Linked DNA regions of Anas platyrhynchos: region 2 is linked to region 1. The links are chromatin contacts, called in public Hi-C maps. All regions are on one chromosome and are shown on one strand. The core of a region is the stretch at or near the end of the contact, and the rest is flanking DNA. Distances in the headings are between cores, read along the strand shown. Region 1 overlaps GARS1 (glycyl-tRNA synthetase 1). Region 2 has its middle 16 kb from the start of MINDY4.

The links. Hi-C and Micro-C count contacts between places; a contact is called where the count stands out from the background.
Region 2: a Hi-C map of liver shows a contact between it and region 1, with 3 times the contacts expected there. The contact joins two enhancer-like sites. A contact is called at or near these places in 3 of 8 Hi-C or Micro-C datasets (liver, skeletal muscle and subcutaneous adipose tissue).

What each region holds. Positions count from the first base shown.
Region 1 is chr2:154,995,102-154,997,870 of IASCAAS_PekinDuck_T2T, reverse strand. GARS1 (glycyl-tRNA synthetase 1) reads right to left here. Exons shown (of 17, transcript XM_072033874.1): 14 at 1,750-1,859; 15 at 572-665. Among named protein-coding and RNA genes, the nearest start is that of GARS1, 23 kb to the right of the region's middle. Within about 2 kb of position 1,335, at least 1 of the 8 cell types and tissues checked has an H3K27ac peak or open chromatin away from gene starts, as enhancers often do.
Region 2 is chr2:155,342,305-155,345,073 of IASCAAS_PekinDuck_T2T, reverse strand. No RefSeq gene overlaps it. Among named protein-coding and RNA genes, the nearest start is that of MINDY4, 16 kb to the left of the region's middle. Within about 2 kb of position 1,448, at least 2 of the 8 cell types and tissues checked have an H3K27ac peak or open chromatin away from gene starts, as enhancers often do.

The sequences.
Region 1 (2,769 bases), core at 86-2,585:
CCCACAGCTTTGCTTTAGCTCCGGAACATGCCAGCCTTACACGTGTGCTTGGCACGAGGAGACCAGGTCCCAGGCAGAGCCTGATGCAGACAGCAAAAGGCCCTGTCTGACAGGCAGCCTGTGCTCCTGTCCTTCAGGGACTCGCTTTTAGATGATACGAGTGGCAATTGTGATAGAGTGCACTGCAGATCAAGGATTGATTTCAAAAATTAGCTGGCCGACCAGAGCCAAGGAAGTAATTTGGCTCAAAAAACTAATACACAAAGCGCTGCTTCGGAAGGCTTTGCCCAGGCAGTGGGAAAGATTCCTTTTTGACACCATAGGAAAAAAAAGAAATGATTTTTACAGTGTAAACCAACACATGGAAGGGCAGGGAGTTCACTTCTTGAGGCTGGACTGTGAAGTCTAGCAGACACCCAATGCTAACTGATCCCAACCATTTTAGTTCATCAACTCTCCCTTTGCACCTGTGAGAGCCACATGATCCCAAAGCTATTTTTTCCCCTGTGCTACTGAGGAAGAAGCCTCTCTTCCCAGTGCACATCACGTTGGACCCCCAGTTTTCACTTACATAATTCCTTGACAAACGGCATGAATTCCTGATTCTGGCTTAGAGGAAGAACAGAGCACTTGAACGGTGCTACAACAGCTGGGAAGCTGAAGAACTGAGGAAAAAATAGAAAAAGCACAAATAAATAAGAGTTTAACCATTAGAGCAGATTCTTAGGAGGTAAGAATAAACTCTGACTGAGGCTAGAGGCAGGGTGACTGTTCCAGGGGAGCAGATGTTCTCCTGTAAACTGTTTCAGGGTTCCAGCAGGAACACCTCACACACCTGGAGAAAGACTGAGTTCCTCCAGCTGTGCTCCAACCCCTCTTCCCTCCTGACATCCAACTCTTACCTCCAACCAGAGGTCTACAAGAGCTCTCCCTAAGAAAGAGATCCCCATTTGAATTACAGGAAAATGAAAGGTAGAAGAGTTTTTCCAGGATATTTAATCTTATGTACAGTCTAATGGGAAGGAGTTTTTCCAATCATCTCCCTCCCTGTTTAATTCCCACAGGGGCTTTGCATACGCAAGGAATAAAAGCAGCTCAAAGACGCCCAGAACCCTCCACAGACACCCTTAGAAGCAAACAAGAAAAGGAGCCCAACGGGGAAAAAAACCATTCCCTGTCCCTTACAGGTCTTGTGGACTGTAATGTGAACTAGACATAGAGCAGCCCAGGCTCCATAGAAAGTAAAGAGGTACTGGAAAGGAGAGAAGGTACAGTCCAATATCCTAGATCTCATGAGTAGTTTGTGATTCGGAGTCTGCTGTGGCCTCACTCTGAGCTCCTAAATCCAGAATTACACAAGGCTGCGTTTCAGGGAGGGCTGAGGGAACAAGTCTGCTGTCCCTCTTGCTGCACAGAAGCACGATTCCAGGAAAAGCAGCAAAGAGAGGGAAAATAAAAACACTGAGGAGGTGCCTTTCTCTAAGTGATGGGACAGCGCCAACCAAGCACGAATCAAGAAAGAATTCCTCACCCCCTTGCCAGTAATACAGTGAGAGCCTCACACACACAGCCCCAAAATGCTGTTGGTGCATGTGTATGACACGTACGCTGGCAAAAACAGCAACTTAACAGCCCACTTGGGTTTTCCTCATCTCCTCTGTGTATTATGCAGTCTTATTTTAGGATGTTAGGGGAAGGCAAATGCCTGCAGCTGGCGTTAAGCTGAGGCCCAGCAGCAGGAAAGCTCACCGTTCTCTGCTCGTCTCCTTCCCGAATGCGGAACGTGTGTTCAAACACCGTGTACATGATCCTCCCAATACCAAATGAGGGCTCGATTACATTTGGGATGATTTCTTCCACTGAAATACAACAGAACGAACATCATCATGAAAGAATTTACACAGAAGAAGTGTTTACTGCAGCTGCCTTTCTGCTTGTAAGTTCTGATTATACATAGCTGAGCACATGAAAATAAAAGGTTAAACATTCCTGCTCTAAATACACATACCTGAACGAAAAAATTTGGACTTAATCCACGTCCAGAATGTATTTAGGCTGTAAATAACAAGTCAGGGCCCCTTCCCTGGCCCTAAGAGCAAACAGCACAGCTCACATCCACGCAGATAAAACCTCTTCCACTTCATGACAGCAAGGCCTTCCCCAAACAGTCCTCGCCCAATGCCAGGCCACAAATTATGTCCAGATTACTCTATGGCATGGACCAGAACTGTGCCCAAGGATATGCTAACAATTACACAGCCTGGATGATGGCAGGGTAAAGCTTAAGCTCTGGTCCACTTCAGTTTACTGTTTCAGCACAGCTTCAGGAACCAGGAGCCTGAGAAGAGAAGCACGGAGCTTCAGATCTGACTCAAATTCCTCTGTGTTCCTGCCTCATTCAGCTGCCTGCTTCAACGTTTTTCTGCTCCCTGTTCTTCTCCCCAACAGCGTGTCAAAAGGAGGGAGGGGAGAATGAGGATTAACTACTTAGTGTTTGCAAAAAGTTCTCAGATGTGATGTGCTGTACTTTATTATATACCTGTCATTCTTCCCTGTCCTCGCCACACATCTGTCAAAGAAGCTTCTTCCTCCTTCTCCCTTCTGAGCATGAAAGGAGCTCAGTGGGCAGCTGCACTGCTCAGACAGGGCAGCTTTTTAGAAAAAGCTCAGATGTAGCAACTGGAGAAGAAACAATGACTACAGGCACTGGCTGCTTTAGAAAAATTAAGGGTGGAATCCAACTCTGCAGCTCTGCACACTCCGTATGCC
Region 2 (2,769 bases), core at 199-2,698, 350 kb before region 1:
AAAACGCTCTTTTCTTCCCCTGAAATGTGCAACCATCTTCTAACTTGATTTCACCTGCTGTGGGCAACACACTCACTGTTGTGTTTTTGTTTTTGTTTTTGTTTTTGTTTTTGTTTTTGTTTTTGTTTTTGTTTTTTTTTCTCAGCACTGAGCAAACTGCAGAAGGTTTCTCAGCCGTCCTTGAAAACCTCAGTAGTATTCAAAGGCTTGTTTTGTACTTTTCAAAGACTCGAAGCCTCCTTCCTTTCCTTCTCTCCCACAGTTTGCAGCCCACAGCTCACTTCTTTTAAATGCGATGTGTATTTCATCCCACTCCTCTTGATATTTGCCATCTTCCTGTTTGAGGGCAGACTGAAGAGAGTTGCTTTGCGGCAAGAATTAGAGAGATGTGGCTGAATGCAGGCTGTATTCATGCAAATTCATGTCATTTTCTAGAAAACCAGGTCACGAATGAATTGGGAATTTCTTATAAATCCCACATGAAATGCTTCTGATTTTTAGCTATGGCTTTTCTTTCCTCATCTTTCTTCTGTCTTGTACCTTGTGCTGACAAACTAGAGAAAAATCTCAACAATAAAAATTTGCTAGGGATTTTCCATAATAAATTTTCCAATGCTTATAGTTAGCAAAGTAAACAGTAATTACTGCTTTGACCTTAATTGATGAATTGGCTTTAAAATGCACATTAAAACATGTATGTTCAATTTGTTACCAAATGGGACATCCAAATGAGTAAACATTTCTAAATACTAAGCACAGAAATCATAATTTCAGCAATGAAGCTATGGTTATAATATATATATATAATTAAAATATATATATATATAATTAAAAATATTTATGAAGGATTTTCTAATGCCTCACTGCAGTTTTACTTTAAAACACTAGGGTATGCTCATGTTTCATAGTTTCTATTTTTCCAGAAGCTTGAGTGTTGAGCCTCCTCATGGTCTGCTACACAGAAATAAAAGAAACTTTAAATAAAATGCTGCCTTTTACTCCATATTGTCCCAATTTTCATTGGTTAAGTGAAGCTGAAGTGTAATTAAATATTGGACTTAAATAATTTTCTCAATAAGGAATTAGCAAAGCTGTAATTTTTGCAGATCCTCACGCACTAAACTAAACTTTTTGTTTGTTCGAGTATTGGTTGGTTGGTTTTGTTTTTTGTTTGTTTGTTTTTGTTTTTGTTTTGTTTTGCTTTGCTTTGCTTTTGACATTTCCAGGTGGTTTTGAAGTCATTTCACACAGGATTTTATTTTTTTTTCCCAGACAGTGGTATAGGAATTTTAGTGTAATGTTAGAATTTTTATCATGCATTTTTCGAATATTTTCACTGTCATAGTGGTCCCAACTATTCTAAATTTCCGTTGTGGTATTCTGGAGCATTTGGGTAAATGAACCACAAGCAGTAGTAGCATTTCCGTTCCTTGATTGGATGAGCAGTTCTGGCATGAATAACATACTTGTGTGTGTACAGATATAGTCTTTGGAGTCTCAAATATGCACCCATGAGATCTTGAAACTAATTTCTTATGAGTATTTCTGCTAAAAAAGGAATGTTTGGGTATTTGCTGAGACTCAATGCAAAAGGATCTGGCTGTTCTGAGTTCCTGCAGGAATTCAAGCCTAGTTACATTCGTTACACTGTAATTTGAATCAGTTCCAGTCCAGCAGTTTATAAAGTTGTTTGGGTTTTGTACTCAAACTGAAAAATTAAGTTTATTGAGATCTGCAGAAACTACACAATAACTGAAAATGGTTGATGATTTCATTGGAAAACAAGGCTGAAATTGGTCATACTTTTTCAGGCTTATACTTCCAGTCGTGTACGTGCGTATGTTGAGAACAATCATCAGTGGCCGCAGTCCTAGGTATTTCCCCAGTCCTCAGCATTGCCACCATCAGATACAAGGCAGCAGACCTCAGTTCGATTGCCTGTCTCATGTCTTAACAACAGCTCTGATTGTGGGAAATCCATCCATGCCTAAAAAAGCTTTGAAAAAAAGGCTCAACAGGAGTAAGCCCATGAATGGTGTCTGGAGTAACAGAACAAGCACAGAGACTTAGGGGAAGAAACACATTATAGCTCATCTGTATCTCATGTACCTGGTTCATGCAGGCTTTGCTACACAAGTGAGCCTCAAGAAGAGATGCTTTTAGATTTTACCAAAGACTTTCTGCACCTTTTAAATCAGACCGAGAGAGAAAGTCTTGTGGCTCTTAAGCTTTTAATGACAGGGACCTCACATAAGTGCTCTATAAGCTCAAGAGGCCACAGCACAACACAGCATACTTGCATACAAAGAGGTGTTTATAGTCTTTTTATTTGGTCCTGTTGTTTGTGGATGTTCTCAGACTTTAATACTTTATTTATTGAGACCTAAGCCATTCTTATATTTATTCATGAGTAGTTATCTATTTACTCCAGCATGGAGAAGAGGCTATAAGGTTACAGTTGTTTCTAACATCTCTCTGAATATCAGTTCTTTTGATTGCTCTGCTTTTCAGGACATTTGGTTCACTCTAACAATGATGTTCCTGTGTTGAACAACTGTTCTCGTTACAGTTATTACAATAATGTCTAATTGTTATAGCCTCTGCTTCCCCTAGCATTTGTCTAGATGTGTTGGGAGGCTTTGTCTGTGCTACAGAATTGTTTAAGGAAAACCTCCATAGATTGGCATTGGGTTGGAAAGGTGCGGTAGGGGTTAAACAAGTGATTAAAACAAGAACATTCAATTGCCATTGTGCACAATGCAATTCAGG